Regions from separate parts of the Rattus norvegicus genome. Here region 1 is linked to region 2. A link is a contact called in public Hi-C data. All regions are on one chromosome and are shown on one strand. The core of a region is the stretch at or near the end of the contact, and the rest is flanking DNA. Distances in the headings are between cores, read along the strand shown. Region 1 has its middle 6.3 kb from the start of Ggcx. Region 2 has its middle 20 kb from the start of Sftpb.

Region 1 (4,997 bases), core at 2,001-4,500, 120 kb before region 2:
CTTGGGAGTCAGAGGCAGGAGGATCTCTGTGAGTTCAAAACTGGCCTGGTGGGCTGGAGAGATGGCTCATGGGTTAAGAGCACTGACTGCTCTTCCGGAGGTCCTGAATTCAAATCCCATCAACCACATAGTGGCTCAACCATCTGTAATGGGATCTGATGCCCTCTTCTGGAGAACAGAGTACTCACATACATAAAATAAATAAATCTTACAACAACAACAATAACAAAAAAAACAAAAACAAAAACAGCCTGGTTTACAGAGTGAGTTCCAGCCAGGGCTACACAGAGAAATCCTGTCTCAAAAAAAACCAACCAAACAAACAAAACCCCACAGTTACGGTGACATTTGTCTTGACATCATAAAGTCAGTGTTCTTCTGTTTTAACTATATTTTAAACGTGTGGGGGGGTGAGGGGTGTGTGTGTGTGTGTGTGTGTGTGTGGTGTGTGGGGTGTGTGTGTGTGTGTGTGTGTGGTATGTGCGTGCCTACAGATCCTGTGGGGCTGGGTCACAGGCAGTTATCAGCTGCCCAGTGTGGGTACTGGGAACTGAACTTGGCTTCTCGAAGAGCAGCATTGTGCTTAACTGCTGAGTCATCTCTCTAACCTAACTTCAACTATTTCTAAAGTTCTTTAATCTATCTATCCACTGCTTTGTGATCCGAACCCAGATGATCCCCTAGATACTGCAGGGATCTATAAGGTAGACAATTAAGTACACAGACTGTTTGAAGAATAGACTCAGAGGCATGCCACGTGACAGTACCTTAAAGTAGGTATGACCTGAATTATTGGTGGGAATAACCTGTAAATGCACTCTACGTCGGCATTCCTGTTTTAGTCTTTTTACCTGGCTCTCCTCCTGTTCGACTTCATCTTTGTGAAGTTTGCTTTTGTTAATCTCTGCTCATTCATTCACATGCTCATATGAGAAGACTCAGTTCTTCCAACTTTGGACAAAAGAGCTTTGAGGAACTGCAAAGTAGTTCCCAGAGAACAGCTGCCCAAGATTCAGAAACAAACAAACAAAACATCAAAAAGCAAACCAACCAACCAACCCACCATTTTTTAAAATGCAACAGAAGGTGGCCCGGGAGATAGATGGCTCAGATCGCAGCTCTCGTCTCTCATCATCTCCCATCTCACCAGATGATCATGACTACAGTGATCTCAGAAACACTTGCTGCTCTTGTAAAAGACCAGAATTTGGATCCCAGTGTCCATGTCAGATGGCTCAAGATTTCCTGTAACAGCTCTAGGGGGTGTCCTCTTCTGGCCCCCATAGGTACATGAGTTTATATGTATATACACACACATGCACACATACACACACACTCACAATTAAAAAAATAAAACAAATCTTTTCAAAATGGAATATGTGTATTTGAGGTAAGATGTTTGTAGAGCAAATTTGAGTTTGGATCCCTCACACTCATATGAAAACCAGGCCTGGTTCTGGAGCTTTGAGCTCCTGGTCCTGAAGGATGGAGAGAGACAGATGACAGCCAGGGCTTACAGAATCGAGCCCTGTCTCGAAAAGATCGGGTGGAGGGCTGGAGAGATGACTCAGTGGGTAAGAAAGAGCTCTTACTACTGTTGCAGAAAACCAAGGTTTGCAGCAACCACATGGTGGCTCCCAACCATCTGTAACTCCACTTTCAAGGCCTCCTGGCCCCCTCTTGTGGGCTCCTGGGGCACTGCATGCAACTGGTACACAGACATATATGCAGACAAAACAAAGACATAAAATAGAAATAATACATTGCCAAAGAGGATAACGCACAACTTTAATCCCAGCACTCGAAAGGAAGAGACAGGCGGACCCATGTGAGTTTGAGGGCAGCCAGGGCTACACAGAGAAACCCTGTCTCAAAAGACCAAAATGATAACAATAAAACAATAATAAATCTTTTTAAAGCTTAGTTATAAGACATCAACCATTGACCTCTGGGCTACACCCACATGCATGCATGTGCACACACATACACACACTGGGACATATGCACTAGGTAGCCTATGTCTTCACACTAAATTGAAGACAAGCATTCCTCACTTCTCTTACAAGCTGAAGAGCGAACCTGAGGTAGAACAGGATGGATGCTCAGCGTCCATCAAAGGAAGCAGAACTCCTCTAAGTCCTCCAGTGTTAGAGGCTTGTGGTTACAGGATAAATTTTATGCTCATAATTGATGTATCGGATGAATTGGTGTTGAATTTATATCAGAGAATATAAAATGCATTGTGCAACACATATCAATAAAAGAATGCCCTGCTTTTGTTCCACAGAGAATAGAAATTAGGAGTCAAACACGCTGAGCCTCAAAATATTTTGTAATTTTCATTTAAATGGCTAAGAGGCTTGATACGATTGGCTCACACGAGTCTTCCAATTCATTGTGTCTTGGCTAGGTTTCTATTGCCATGACAAGACACCGTGACGGAAAGCAACTTGGGAAGGGAAAGGGTTTATTTCAATTCATAGTTCCACATCACAGTTCATCACCGAGCGATGGGTGGGAACACAAGGCAGGATCTGAAGGACAGGTGTTGCGAGTAATTTTAAAAATCACTGCCGCCTTTGCCTGGGAGCTGCTATGCTACCTACCAGCCCCTCACGGCTTTCCTATCGTTCTACCCGGCTTAGCTCCGGGAACGTCACTGCCAGCCCTAACCTGGCTTCTCTTTCAACCCGCCCTTGCTGGGGGTTGGGAGAGCGTTCCAGCCGCTTTCCTCCGGGAGGGGTCGCGCTACCAGCTCCCACCTGAGACCCTTGAATCCATGGATAAAAAACACTCACACACAGCTTGTTGCTTTTTTAACTTGCCTACTAGGCATAAATTGTTGGGTGCAGATGTCTCCCGCCTGGAAAGGCATGTCCTTACCAATTTATTATATCCGTCCCTCCTTCCCCCCTAAACTTAGTGGCTTATTCCACTGAGCCCCTACTAAACATCCTTGGCCACCTGCCCATAGCGGTGGCCGCAGGCCTTAGCTCTCCCCAAGGCCTTACAAGATTGCTGCATCCTTCTTCTTCCAAAGCGTGGCAGAAAAGCCTCTGTCCTTTGCGTCTCTCTTTTCCTGCTGGGACCAGGAGTCCTACCTGTACCCTCTGCCCAGCGATTGGCCCCTAGCCTTCTTTATTGACAAATCCAGAACCAATTAGGGAAACAGGGACCTCCTCTTACAGACAGGACCTGAAGAAATGCTGTTTACTGACTTGCTAGTTAGTTCCTGGCTTACTCAGCCTGCTTCCGCATACACCTCAGAGTCACCTGCCGTTGGTTGGCACTGCCCACGTTGAACTGGGCCCTCCCATATCAATCATTGATCAAGAAAAATTCCCTCACATGCTTGGGAAAATTGCTCTAGCTGGTGTCAAGGTGACAAAAAAAAAAAAAAAAAAAAAAAAAAAAGCTGCCTATTATACCACCTACACAAATAGAGCAAGCTCCGTGGATCAGCTAAGAACTCTGCTAGTACTTGGTTTATTTTTCTCCCATAGCCCTCCAAAAATATATTTCCCACAAAAACTCAGTGTTGTTATACATACAGTTCTCTTACATTTTTATTTAGTTAAACAGAGCCATAGTCTTTCTTTCTTTAATTGAAAAAAGATTTCTCTCTCATACAATATATCTCAACCATGGTTTCCCTTCTCTCTACTTCTCCCAGCTTCCCCCAGCCCCCACCTCCCCTTTACCCAGATCCACTCCCCCTCCTTTTCATCTTCAGAAAAGAGCCACCTCCAAGAGATGATAACCACACAGGGCAAAACAAGATACAATAAGGCATGCAAAAGCCCTTGTATTGACACTGGATAAGGCAACGCCATAGGAGAAAGAGTCTCAGGACCAGGCCAGAGGGTTAGAGCTACCCCTGCTCCCACTGTTGAGAGTCTCATAAAAACACCAAGCTAACAGCCATACCATATAGCATACCGCAGAGGACCTGATGTAGACTCATGCAGGCCCAGTGTTTTCGTTTCAGACTCTGAGCCTGGGTAAGCCCTGCTCACTGGATTCTGTGGGCCATGTTCTCCTGGTGTCCTCCATCCCCTGACACCTCCTCTACTTCCATAGGGTTCCCTGATCTCCAAAGGGAGAAGCTAACCTTCCATTTATTCTCCCTGCATAAAGTCTCTGTGGTCTCTGCTCCTGTCTGTTGCAAGAGGCAACTTCTCTGATGACAGTGACTGGGCAAGGCACCGATCTGAGTAGAGCCGAGTATCACCAGGAATAATTTCATTGATTTTTTTTTTTTGATCAGTCATATTTGGATCTACCCTGGGTTCTGGGCTATCCAAACAGTGTAGGGCATGGACTCCCTCTCCTAGCATGGGTCTCAAGTTAAACCTAACATTGGCAGGCTGTCCTATAAGTTCTATGCCCCAGGACATCTTGCAGGCAGGACAGGTTGTAGGTAGAGGGGTTTGTGGCTGAGATGGTGTCCAGGTTTCTCTTCCTGTAGCCTGCAGAGTACCTTCCTGTGCCAATGTAGGGGTGAAGGCTCCCAGCCTGCACCAGCTTGACCTCTCTATGTTCAATGAGCTGTGTGGAAGTCGTCCTCAGCAATGGGGCCCCACTGATAATTTTCAGAGAGAGAGAGAGAGAGAGAGAGAGAGAGAGAGAGAGAGAGCGCCTCTGTCCTAGCATCAGCCTGCAATGTTTAGGGATCTCCACAAGAACTTCTTGACCAACAACCAATCAAATGTGACACAGTCCCGCCACTGGAAACCTTGCCCAGCTACAGAAGATCCACCTACCTCTGTCTTCTAATTGCTGGGGTTAAAGCATATGCCACCATGTCTGGCAAAAATGATAACTTTAAAAACTAGGCATGGGGGCTGGAGAGATGGCTCAGAGGTTAAGAGCACTGACTGCTCTTCCAGAGGTCCTGAGTTCAATTCCCAGCAACCACATGGTGGTTCACAACCATCTGTAATGAGATCTGATGCCCTCTTCTGGTGTCTCAGAAGACAGCTACAATGTACTCATAT
Region 2 (4,857 bases), core at 1,278-3,777:
CGCTGAGAACCTTGGAGCCCACTAACATGTCAGCTGTTGTCTGTAGTGGAGCAGCTGTGCCTTAGGGACTGTCACTCAGACAAAGCCAGGTCCCAGCCTACATGGCAGAAAATAATCACAGGAGTCAGATTACAGCACAGTGCTTAGTAAGGAGAGGTAAGAGCAGCACCTGCTTCAGATTTTAACAGGAACGGAAGCATCAAGAGAGGTGAGAGAACCAAGTGGGAGGGAACCACACAGAGACAGAAGGACACAGAGAGGCAGAAGAAGAGAGGTAGAGGAAGGGAGAGAGAGCACACGGAGACAGAGAAAGAGATGGAGAGAGAGAAGGAAAGGGAGACAGAGGGGGAAGAGAGACAGAGACGCAGAGACAGCAAAAGAGACAGAGGCAGCAAGAGAGTGAGAGATAGAGAAAGGGAGAGAGGGAAGGAGGGTGCACATGTGTCTTAGGTACCTCCAACCATATATGCATATTGAAGTTTTTTATATATATGATATATACCTTATAAATATATATTATAAATAAATATATATTGGAATTTTATATATAAGATATACATCTTATAAATAAATATCCATATACATATATCTATGTATATATATGCAAACCATAGAATCATATCTATCTATACACATATATATGAGTCTGTGGTTTGCAGAGTTAAAATTGCTCAAAAGATATCATTTACAACCAGATTTAAAGATTAAGCAAACCTAAAGATCAAATAGGAAAATATGAGCTGGTTTCCCTGTTTTTCTTTTCTTTTTTTTTTTTCTTGGTTCTTTTTTTCGGAGCTGGGGACCGAACCCAGGGCCTTGCGCTTCCTAGGTAAGCGCTCTACCACTGAGCTAAATCCCCAGCCCCCTGTTTTTCTTTTCTTAATGAATTCCCTTTGTGTAATGAAATGGTAAGATGACTTACCAGACGCCCTGCTTCTATGGAGGAAAGACAGTGCTGACACAATTCAACTCAAGGCCCAACTGAGAAGTCTCCTCTGTTGTTTGTTTTTTCTTTGAGACAGAATCTCATTCTTTTTTTTTCTTTATTAACTTGAGTATTTCTTATTTACATTTCAATTGTTATTCCCTTTCCCGGTGTCTCTGGGCCAACATTCCCCTAACCCCTCCCCCTCCCTTTCTCTATGGCTGTTCCCCTCTCCATCCTCCCCCCATTACCACCCTCCCCACAACAATCACATTCACTGGGGATTCAGTCTTAGCGGGACCCAGGGCTTCCCCTTCCACTGGTGATCTTACTAGGATATTCATTGCTACCTATGAGGTTGGAGTCCAGGGTCAGTCCATGTATAGTCTTTGGGTAGGGGCTTAGTCCCTGGAAGCTCTGGTTGCTTGGCATTGTTGTTCATAAGGGGTCTCGAGCCCCTTCAAGCTCTTCCAGTCCTTTCTAAGATTCCTTCAACGGGGGTCCCGTTCTCAGTGGTTTGCTGCTGGCATTCGCCTCTGTATTTGCTGTATTCTGGCTGTGTCTCTCAGGAGAGATCTATATCCGGCTCCTGTTGGCCTGCACTTCTTTGCTTCATCCATCTTGTCTAATTGGATGGCTGTATATGTATGGGCCACATGTGGGGCAGGCTCTGAATGGGTGTTCCTTCTGCCTCTGTTTTAAACTTTGCCTCCCTGCCAAGGGTATTCTTGTTCCCCTTTTAAAGAATGAGTGAAGCATTCGCATTTTGATCATCCATCTTGAGTTTCATGTGTTCTGTGCATCTAGGGCAATTCAAGCATTTGGGCTAATAGCCACAGAATCTCATTCTATAGCCCTGGTTAGCGTAGAACTCTTCACACAAAGACCAGTCTAGCCTGGCTCAGCTTCCCGAGTGCTGGACGAAAGGCGTGCACCACCATGCCCAACCCCCACTTTTGGCTTTAATGTCCTCGTTTGAGATGCCTTTGGGACAAGGAGTCTTGTAGGCAATCTTGATTCTGTCAGTTATGAGGCTTTGACTCAGACAGCAGGAGCTGTAACTGGTTCCCGGGTGCTGGTGTCTTTCCAGTCCCCGGGTTTCTCCTTTCTGTCCCTCTCCTTTGGGCAGGCTGTCTTTGGCAGGCAGCCTGGTCTCAGAGTTGCTGTGTAACTGAGGATGACCTTCAGTATTTGAACTGCGTTGGGATCACAGACTTGTGCCACTATTCCTGCTTTATATGGCTCTCTTATTAGGGTTTTACTGCTGTGGACAGACATCATGACCAAAGCAACTCTTATAAGGGACAACATTTAATTGGGTTCAGTCCATTATCGTCATGGCAGGAAGCAAGGCAGCCTGCAGGCAGACATGGTGCTGGAGATAGTGAGAGTCCTACATCACGGAGCACCTGTCCTGTGGCCTTGTTCACTCTTGAGAATAATTCCTTGAACTCAAGTAGCTGCTTCACCTGTGTGTGACATGTGGTACATTTTCTGCTATGTGTTTATTTATTCATATTATTTACCACTGCATGTAGCTTGTGTGCGAGTGCCTGCTTGTGCACACATGCATGTAGGGGGACAAAGGTCAGTGTTGGGTGTTTTCTATTTCACCCTACCTTTTTTGGGAGGTGGGGGAGGAGTATTGAGACACGGTTTCTCTGTGTAACAGCTCTGGCTGTTCTGGAATTCACTATGTAGATGAGGCTGGCTTCAAACTCACAGCCATCCTCCTGTGTTTACTGGGATTAAAGGCTTATGTCACCACCACCCAGTTTCCTACCTTTTATTTGAGACAGAGTTTTCCTGAGCTCGGAGTTCACTGATTGGCTAGAGTGGCCAGCCAGTGAGCTCTGGGGATCCTCCTGTCTCTGTGTGTCACTATCCTCCCATTCTGGCTCTGAGATTATAGACAAACACTGCCATGCCCTGGCTTTATGTGGTTGTTGGGGATCTGAACTCAAATCCTCATTCTTGTGAGGTAGGCACTTCTGAATAAGCTATGTCCCCAGCCCCCTTTTTGTGAAAGTTCTTCTTTTCTTTTCTTTTCTTTTCTTTTTTTTTTTGGTTCTTTTTTTCGGAGCTGGGGACCGAACCCAGGGCCTTGTGCTTCCTAGACAAGCGCTCTGCCACTGAGCCAAATCCCCAACCCCGAAAGTTCTTTTTTAGTGTGGGTTCTCATCATTTGTATAAGGGTGTGGATGCTGTAATCGCTTGCTCTCTGGGACATACTTGGATTGTTTACTGTGATGATTTTATCACCAAGACTCACTGAAAACCCGATTCAGATGGGTGGGAGCACAGGCCTGTAAGACCAGCATTCAGAAAGCAGACACAGCGGGATTGTGTGCTCAGAGTCTCACACTGCATTGGATCCGTTGTGGTACACACCTGTGTCCCTGCACTTGGGAGGTGGAGGCAGGAAGTTCAGACATTTATGACATCATCCTCTGCTCCATAGTGAGTTCAAGGCCATCCTGGGATATATGAGATGCTGTCTCAAAGAACCATAGCAGCAATATCATCACTACCCTTGAAAGAATCACAGGGGTGGGAAGAACCTGCTTAAACCGTGGTTCACATGCTGCCACCTACTGGGAGAAAACTGCATTTCACCCTATTAGATATGAAGGATTTTTAAAATTTTTAAATTTTTATTTATTTTTAAAGATTTTCTTTATTTTATTTATATGAATATAACTGTCTTCAGACACACCAGAAGAGGGCATTGGATCCAATTACAGATGGTTGTGAGCCACTATGTAGTTGCTGGGAATTGAACTCAGGACCTCTAGAGTCAGTGCTCTTAACCGCTGAGCCTTCTCTGTAGCCCTATTTATTTATTTATTTATTTGTAACTTTTCTTGGATATTTTATGTATTTACATTCAAATGCTATCCCCTTTCCCCCCTCTTCCATACCCATCACTATTTATTTTTAATAAGCCTTCAATCTTACAAACTCTTTCTTGTTCTTCCTCACATCAATTGATATTATGGGCCAATGTTTCATTGCAACAATCAGACACCAATGGAAAACTTTGCTATAGGCTAGGCATGGTGGTGCATGTCTATGATCCTAGCACTAAAGAGGGTTAATATTAGATTCATAGTGAGTTTGAGGCTAGCCTGGGCTATATGAGACCCTGCCTCAAAAACAAAACAAGGGGTTAGAAAGGTAGCTCAGAGGTTAAAGGGTGCTTTGCTCTGAGTACCAGAGTTTGGATCTGAGAACCCACACAGACACTTATAACTATCCTGAGAGATCCAACACTCTCTTATGTCTTCTGTAGGCATATATACATATAAATAAATAAATAAATAAATAAATAAATAGTAAAGAAAAGCAGCAACAAACTAACAGATGCACTTTTAATCAAAATACTTGGGAAGTAGATATAGATGGATCTCTGTGAATTTGGGCCAGCCTGGTCTACATAGTCAGACTCTGTCTCAAAAATCAAGACAAAAGTAATAATAAACAACAACAATAAAAAGGTCTTAGAAATATTGAGTTTTTCAAATATATACCACAATTGAACAAATAAGTACCTATAAGTGGGATAGTGGAATCAGAACCCATGTAACAACATTCCTGCTCCATTAGATCGGATCCTAGGCACTGGCGTAAGCTAATGATTTTACACACAGTGATAGTCAGACATGACCACTCCACTGCACAGGTTGTATCTCAATTTACGATTAGAAAGTTCCATATGGCAAGACTTTAGATAATGAGAATGTGTCTCAAACACAGCCTGACTTGGATTTGTCACAAGCATTTACACTGGGTTTGATGAGCGTTTACACTGGAGATGAAGAAAGCGTAGGCACATCAGGATGGAGCCCCAACCTCTTCTGGGCCCTCAGTGTCTCTCCAGGCATGGAAGCCTGGCTTGCCTTGTGTCTCATTTGTGTGCCTAGAGCGGGGCC

The links. Hi-C and Micro-C count contacts between places; a contact is called where the count stands out from the background.
Region 1: a Hi-C map of kidney shows a contact between it and region 2, with 6 times the contacts expected there. The contact joins two enhancer-like sites. A contact is called at or near these places in 11 of 12 Hi-C or Micro-C datasets (the A7r5 cell line, the Rat2 cell line, Schwann cells and 6 more).

Annotation. Positions count from the first base shown.
Region 1 is chr4:106,019,119-106,024,115 of GRCr8, reverse strand. No RefSeq gene overlaps it. Among named protein-coding and RNA genes, the nearest start is that of Ggcx, 6.3 kb to the left of the region's middle. Within about 2 kb of position 3,250, at least 22 of the 93 cell types and tissues checked have an H3K27ac peak or open chromatin away from gene starts, as enhancers often do. A contact at or near this core is called in kidney, where this site is marked.
Region 2 is chr4:105,894,726-105,899,582 of GRCr8, reverse strand. No RefSeq gene overlaps it. Among named protein-coding and RNA genes, the nearest start is that of Sftpb, 20 kb to the left of the region's middle. Within about 2 kb of position 2,527, at least 5 of the 93 cell types and tissues checked have an H3K27ac peak or open chromatin away from gene starts, as enhancers often do. A contact at or near this core is called in kidney, where this site is marked.